Regions from separate parts of the Mus musculus genome. Here region 2 is linked to region 1. The links are chromatin contacts, called in public HiChIP or PLAC-seq maps. All regions are on one chromosome and are shown on one strand. Each heading gives the region's core, a stretch centred on a gene start, on an enhancer-like site or on the middle of the called end of the contact. The rest is flanking DNA. Distances are from core to core; before and after follow the strand shown.

Evidence for each region. HiChIP or PLAC-seq counts read pairs in DNA pulled down with a chosen protein or histone mark.
Region 2: a contact with region 1 is called in a PDX1 HiChIP or PLAC-seq map of a beta-TC-6 cell line, with 22 times the contacts expected there. The contact joins two enhancer-like sites. A contact is called at or near these places in 7 of 39 promoter capture datasets (the C10 cell line, cranial neural crest, frontonasal cranial neural crest and 4 more), 3 of 484 Hi-C or Micro-C datasets (bone marrow-derived macrophages, cerebral cortex and pre-B cells), 11 of 115 datasets of contacts at active chromatin or transcription factors (a beta-TC-6 cell line, bone marrow-derived macrophages, craniofacial prominence and 8 more) and 1 of 9 other capture datasets (embryonic stem cells).

The regions. Positions count from the first base shown.
Region 1 is chr10:44,490,940-44,494,675 of GRCm38.p6, reverse strand. It overlaps a transcript of Prdm1 not described here. Among named protein-coding and RNA genes, the nearest start is that of Prdm1, 34 kb to the right of the region's middle. Within about 2 kb of position 1,400, at least 18 of the 459 cell types and tissues checked have an H3K27ac peak or open chromatin away from gene starts, as enhancers often do.
Region 2 is chr10:45,000,835-45,004,749 of GRCm38.p6, reverse strand. No RefSeq gene overlaps it. Among named protein-coding and RNA genes, the nearest start is that of Gm40639, 22 kb to the left of the region's middle. Within about 2 kb of position 1,854, at least 85 of the 459 cell types and tissues checked have an H3K27ac peak or open chromatin away from gene starts, as enhancers often do.

The sequences.
Region 1 (3,736 bases), core at 151-2,650:
AGAAGATTGTTCTCATTTCCAGAGAGAATTGGGTAATAGCCAGAAGTAAGAAAAAAAAAAAGTTGGAGTTCACTGAGCCCATTCCCAATCCCATCCATATCCCCCATTCCCTGCCCACCAATGGAAAAAGGTGAACAGACGGTAAACTCTCTTGTGTCTCCCTTGCTAAGACCTAGCTAAGCTTTACAGGGAAGGTGACAGATGCATTACCCGGGCTGCGTGCACTAGAATGTGTTTGAAGGCGACTAATTCTGGATAACTTTTCCTGGTACACCACCAGGGCTAGACGGTATGATTTCTCAGCTCTCTTACTATCACCCCAAACGGGAACTATCCCAACATAGACACCATGGTCCACGAGACACAATTCAGTTCACTGGGAGCAGCAGCGTTAATCTCCAGAGAAATGGCTATTGCACAAGGTGTGTGGAGAAAGGGAGGCGAAACTTGGATTAAGGGTTGCAAGTCCACGCTTTTACTGTTTAACTTAAGATATATGGCTCAAAAAAAAAAAAAAGTTTCGTCTTTGGCTTTTTAAAAGCAAACAAACTTCAGCTGAGATTTCTCTTCCTGGTTTCTGGAACAATGCCCTCATTTATTGTGGGTTATTCAAAACAGCACATTTTAAAATAGCAATTATAGTGCAGATGATAGAGCAGGCCAAATTTGCACTGTGCTAATCTCTGTACAGAGACCTGGGAAGTCAGTGTGGTTGCTTCTCTTTTATTAGTAGCCGAAAGCCGTTTGCAAGCGTTTTCAGTTAAAGAGCCTTGTTCACATTCACAGGGTTTGTTGTTGTCTTAAAACCCGATCGAGGTCAGGGTGGAAGGCCCCATCTCCCCTGGCTTTTTTGGAGTCTATCTTTGGTTCTCTCTAAAACAAAATGGTTAATATAATAGAAAGGCAAGAATCTCTTTACATTTCCTTCTGATGAGACCATGAGGGAGATTTACAGGAAGCGGGGTCTTTAAAAGTGAAATTGAATGTGGAGTGTTTTCTCAACAACAGCCAAGCCAAACCAAGGCTCAAGACCTGGAAAGTGCTCTAAATAGCAGTCTCTTCTCCCCTACCTAGGCCTATGCCATGTCCTCATAAAATACCCACTACACAAGGTGCCATTGAGTGTGTGTTTACCTTGAACAAGATAAGAAGTGTCACCAGTGTTAGAAGAAAGGAAAACAGGAGCCCTGGTCCCCCTTTAGAGAAGGGAAAGGAAGACAAAAAAAAAAAAAAAAAAAAAAACTTGGCAGGATGCTAATCAGGCCTATTCAGAAAAGCCCTAATTAATGTAATTAAAATCTGTCAGATCAAACTGATTACCCTGATACTCAAGCCTGGAGTTGGGACTGAGGCTCCTGGGGGGAGGGGAGGCAGCTGCTGCTTCGAAGGTGGAGTTAAAGTTGCCGGAGAATGAGATGGATGGTCTCCTAAGTGATCAAAGCATCTTGAGAGGGAGGACAGTGAACTCCTGACTGGAGATCCAGTTTCCGCCCCATGCGCAAGGAGGCAGGTGTCTGGCTTGGGATGGCGGTAGGCAGGGGGCAGCTTGCTTTCCTCTCTAACAGCTAGACCACAGGTGAGAGACACTTTCATCTCCTGACAGGCCCCTGTGGAAGGAGTTGGCCATGACCACTGCTCACGAGCAGGAAGCAAAGACCATGCCGTGTGGCCCTCCCAGTATGGCTACTGATACACCAGCCTTTGGCAAATCCACCTGAACACAGGCACTGGCCAGAGTCCAAACTGCTCTGCTCTAGAGAGAGGGCAGACTCTGAAGCGATAGCTTTGCAGAAATTCCAGGTGGCCTGACTAGAAAAATGGATATTTCATCAACAGCAGGAGAGTCTTATTCTACCCAAATGGAAGAAAGGATAAATCAACGTAGGATAAACACATCCTCTGACCTTCTAATCAATATCCTGACAGTGTCCTCTTCCTGAAGGCTATAAAGTAGCATTCTCTTAACAGTTTATTCTGAAGATAATGGCAGGTACTCGTTAACTCCCTACTAATCAGAACATTAAAAAGCAGGATTCACCTATGAGACTGCTGATAACCTTATGAATTATCTTATATACTCTTCCTTGTTTGTTTGTTTGTTTTAACTTGATTTTTTTAAGACAGGGCCTCTGAAAGGCTCAGAACTCTGTTAGACCAGCCTGGGCTCAAAGTCATGGAGATCAACCTGCCTCTGCCTCCAGAATGCTGAGATTAAAGAGATGTACCTTGTTCAGTGTTGTTGGTTTCTTTATTTGTTTTTAACAGACCAAAATAATGCAAGACTAAATCTCCTAGCTCACGGAGCAATAGGAATGTTATACCCAGTTTGATTTTTCTCCTAATAAAAACTAGAGAGAGGAGGTTAATCGGTGGAGGTCAGAGAAGAAGTTGGTGTTTCAGCTCGTCTTCTATTGCAAATGCTGTTTGTATTGTGCCCCTGGTTAGTTACAGCTTTGGAACGTTAGTTTATGGGGCTTCTTTTTAAAAGTTGTCTCTCACTACAGAATGGATTTTCAGTGGCAACACCCATAGAATGGTGGACAGACATGAGAGGTCAAAATATAAATTAACAGTTGCGTATCTTCCTTTCATCGTGTGTAGCTTAACTAATCACATAAGAATAATATGTTTTTTTTTATTAAGGTAAATCATTATTGTAGGAAGTAAACAGGACCTGACAAGGAGAATGTGTGTGGCAGGATCCCTACCACAGAGAAATGTGGTAGCACTCGTTGGTGTCTCCAGAATTTAAGTGACCAAAGCAGCCAACCTAAGCTATGTAGTGAGTTAAAGGGAGGACTGGGCTACATCTCCAGAATTTGGTGTGCCTGTACGTGTGCTTACTCCAATGCTTTCCTCTGTTATCCTCATCCTCAAAGTTGCATTGTGCTAAGAAACAGGCACAGTGGTTCTACCAATGTGGATTATAGGGCTTTCACTAAAAGCTGAAAGACTAATAAGCAAGCTGTCTTGGAAGCTAAGAGAGTAAGCGTTGGGAGTTTATGACCCAAGGCCTGTTTTTTCTTGTTGATTGGCCAAGCAAGAACAAATTCTATACTCCACCCCTCAGCTTCTTCCAGGCTAAGATGTCAAGGCCAGCCTAGAACGTCCCAGTTCTGAAACTCTGAGCCATTTTAACAACTAAATTCCAGGTACAGAGGTGGACTTTGGTGGGTGGGGAGGTCTCTGGTTTAGCACATCTTAAGCAATTTATGCCAGGAACTGTAAAATGGACTGGTAAACAAATGAGTTCTATGCCTTTATTTACATATTATTTTGAATGGATAACTAGAAATTGGAGGGAAATCCCCTCTTTTACAGACACCTGAGGGCTTGGGTTCTATGTCTACCCAAAGCAACCTATCTAGAAGCAGCAGTTTGTGTTCAAGGCTGCAGACCTTGAGTCCATGGAGCTGACCGCGCTGCAGTGTCTCTAGTCCAGAGTTGAGCTGCACCTGTACTGGCCAGCTTCAGCCAAGCCCATATTTGCCTTGTCCCCCTTTCTGGCAATTTCACAATTTTATGACCCTCCTGCTTGTATTGATAGCCTTGAAAAAGACAGCTGACTTCAATTAGCAAACCTGCAGTAAGTGTGCTCGCCTGGTCAGTGCAGGCGCTTATCAGGGCAGAAGTGGATTTTATGGTGCACCGAAGGCCAGAAAGCCAGGGGAAGCCTTTTCTCTTTTTCTTTGGTATTACTTTTTTTTCTTGCTTCAGATTTAACCCTTTCCTTCCC
Region 2 (3,915 bases), core at 605-3,104, 510 kb before region 1:
AACATCATAGTACTCCCAGAGTGTATCTTTGTCAGGAACACATTAATATTGTACTCAATTCATTTTATCATTGTGGAAATCATTGAGTAAAATCATGGTGGAAAGTTATTTGGAAATATGTGTAAGGTTGAACTGTCAGAAGGAAAGAATTAATTAAGAGTGAAGAAGGAAAAAAAACATGCTTACATAGTCTTCCTATCTTTGTCTGGATCTTCTATTTTGTAAATTTTCATTGTTACTTTCAGCCAGCAGGTTCCTCTGTGGTCGTTATCATTTATTATCGCTTAGCACTCCTGTTTCAACACTGTAGTGAGATAGTGAAATGAGATTCGGGACAGTGCATACCAAAATGCAGAGTAATTTGAAATCTTTCCAAAATCAAGTAGAAATTAGTTGTGGGCTATCAGTGTGGGGAGGACACAGACTAGCAGCTAACTGAGAGCCACCTGTGCACATGTGCACAGCACACACGTGTCTCTGTGCTTCCGAGAAGGCAGGGAAGCATCCAAAATTAGCCCGCTGCTTCTGGTATTTGACTGACATCACTGACTACAATGGCAACTGGTGTTACTTAACGAGGTGTGGACCTGCTCAGTCAAGTTCAGCTGAGGGCTTACTTCAGTGGTGGTATGGCTTGCCTCCAAAGCACGTTCATGAGCGGACATTATTATTTCTCCCTGCATGTCTCAACCTATAGTGGGCTCAAAATGTGACTATCAACTAATGGAAATTCAGTTTATAAACATCCCCCTAGACACACACACACACACACACACACACACACACACAACTTTCAACTTGACACACCCACCACCACCACCACCACCACCACCACCACCACCACCACCACTACCACATGTATTCTAGTCCTCTCTGGGCTAACCAGGTTCCATAGGAAATCAAAGAGAATCCTAAAACATTAAAGTATGGGGGTTATTAGTGAGTGTCTTTATTTTCAATGTGCTTGTGTTCCTCAGACAGCTTGGGGCACCTGGCTGTCCTGTTAACTAGCATACTGAATTTTATGTAGGACGTCCTTGAAAGGCACTTTCACCTAACTCTTTGGCAGCCCCAGTCAGGTGGATGGCCTAATTTTTCCTGACTTTCACTTTGATAGATATAGTTTTGAAGGCTTACCTCCTCTTCCTCCTTCTCCTCTTCCCTTTTCAAATTCATGTGTCAAGCATGTCCCAACTGCTTTGCCCTTGCCTAGCTGCCTGTGGAGGGGAGATGGAAATTTCACATTTGAACCACATTGCCAGGAGCTCCTAATGAAGGGGCCCTGAAAGCTGCTGGCCCAGAGCCAAGTAGGCGCAGGCAGGAAGGGCAGTGTGGTCCTCAGGGGCTGGGGAGAGGGCATAGAGACATCAGCCACTCAGGTTCTGCGTGTCCCTTAGAGGAGACACAACACGTTCAGATGTAATATTTAAAATGCTGCCTTCTTAATTTCAAAGAAACCGTTTGGTAGCCTGTTAATCCCAATGCTTAAAATAATGACGCAATGCATTTGCTTTAGTTTAGACAAAACTCTCTTTAAGTGGCCTACTTTCATTTTCATCTGCACGAACAGTTTGTGGTTGTAATATTTGAGGTTTTAAAATTGTCTTAGTAAGGGAATACAGGTTTTTTTTTTTTTAAACCTGGCAAGCTTTTTTTCCCTCTAAATACCTTCACCTTGTTCTTATGACTCAAAGACTTACTTTCTCAGCCATGAAAGCTTCTTACAGACTCTGGCAAAGGGAAAGATAAACAGAAAACAGAAAAGGTGGCAAGCTTTGCAGAGTGTCAGATGCCCTGTACAGCTTGCCTTTTGTAAACTTCAATCATGGTGGTGTCTGTCTGAGAAGGAAAGACCAGGGAGTCCGCAGCTGAGGAGCCGAGTGTGCTGACACAGGATCACGTGCCACCTGACAGGGGACTGCTAATGGGTAGTGTGGGTTCTCTCTTTACCCCTCAGACTTCTCTTACATGATCACAGTGAGGCTGGAAGGTGAAGGCTAGGACAGATAGATTAATATGACAGCTTTTCTCCACAGTGAAGTCATTTGTTAAATAAAATCTCTGGGAAAGCTGACATCATAAAAGAAGTTAGATAGCTCCGGGAGGCAGTCACCACCCTCGATATCCTTGAACTCCAGAGACTTAATGATCTTCAAATAAGTAGTATTTAAACAAATCCCTTTTCAAATGAAGCAAAGGTCTGTTTATTTAATAATCACCATAAACTTTAAGTGGCAGAGAAAACTCCCTTGAATTGATATTTTGTAACAACTGTGTATACTGAGTAGGTGTTTGACTCCTAAAAGTTAAAGGTATTTCTGTTGTTGTGGTTAAATTCTGAATTTTACTGGCTAATCTGTGGGGATAAAAAAAAATAATTACTACTATGTTCAAATTTTGAGCATAAGTGGCCTTTTGTACATTCACATGGAGGGAAGTGGTGAGAGCGAGTTGTTCATCCCTGCAGCTGATGAGGACTGTGTGCACCCATATGCCCTCAAGGTATAAGCAGGACACCCACCACACCTTTATTCTAGTGCACAATGCACAGGGAAGCCTGTGACTCTGGAGGTTAGCATCTGCTCTGTGAGATGCCCTAGACATGGCTTGATGACTCTGTGGGGCTTTTCTATGCAGTCTCTGAAGTCAGACCACTCTGAGGCACATCTATGACAATGTGGTTGGTTTTTGTCTATGTGCAGATTCCTGTGTAGTTGGATTTGTTTGTTTGTTTGTTTGTTTTTTATGGGATTCTTTGAGAATTCAGAAACACACACACACACACACACACACACACACACTATAGATCTTTCTTGTTAGGGAGTTCCACAAACACCCTGAAGCCTGCATGACAACCCCTGATGCACATTCTTATACTTTAATTAATGAACTCATCGTGGATTATTTCTTTAATAGCCTTTCCAGGCTGTCTGCATTTTATTGCCACTTTTTGTCAAAGGAAACATTATTTTAAAAACAATTGAGCAGAATGAGAGTTTTTGAAAGGATGGAAGAAGAAACAAAGAAACAAACTTAAAATCCCAGCAGCTCCTGAGATTCAGTCCCCTTAGAAAACAAACACACTCTCTAGCAAGTGAAATGAGTCAGCACACTCTGTCTATGCTAATTTAAGAAAGGAAAATAAATTCTGAGTTCAGAACAGTACACCCCACTTTTCTAGGCGTTTCTGTCTCATTCTTCATTGAAGTTCTGATCTCTCCTGCATGATGGCCTCCGGCCTGCTGGTCTACCTACAGCTAGCTCCTCTTATCACAACACAGCACATTCTTATCTCTTCTCAGTAAAAACTACCAACTGGGTAAAAATATTTCTAACTGAATTCTCATTTAACATGTGAAACCGGCTCTTTTTCCTCCAGCCTGTGCAGTTTTTTCTTTTTTCTTTTCGGTTACAGGATGTTGTCCCCTTTCTTTTAAAAAAGATCTTTGAGGCATATAAGTTCTGAACTCAGAATTTATTTTCCTTTCTCGAATTAGCTGTAGCTAGAGTGCACTGAGTCATTTCACATGCCAGAGAGTGTGTTTGCTTTCCTCGGCGCCAGGTTGCCCTTTAGCATGCAGAAAGTTAAGAAGAAGGCAGTTTCACAACCCTCCCCTCTTAGCACCTGTCTGCAGTCTCACACCTGAAAATCAGCCTTGTCCTAAAGTGCTCATATGCTGGCCGGAAGTCCAATGGTCACCTCCATTTAAATGGCCTCTCTTCAGGTGCAGTTTTCCAATCTCCCACTAGTTGGGGCTCTACACAAAGAAAAGAAAAGAAAAAAGGAAATAAAGGGGCTCCACAGAATTATTTACTAAGCAAACACTACGCAGGAAGACTTTATTTTCCGTGTTCTTGAAAATACGACTGGTCATTTTATTTTGGTTCTAACACATCGACCACAGGTTTGTTTTG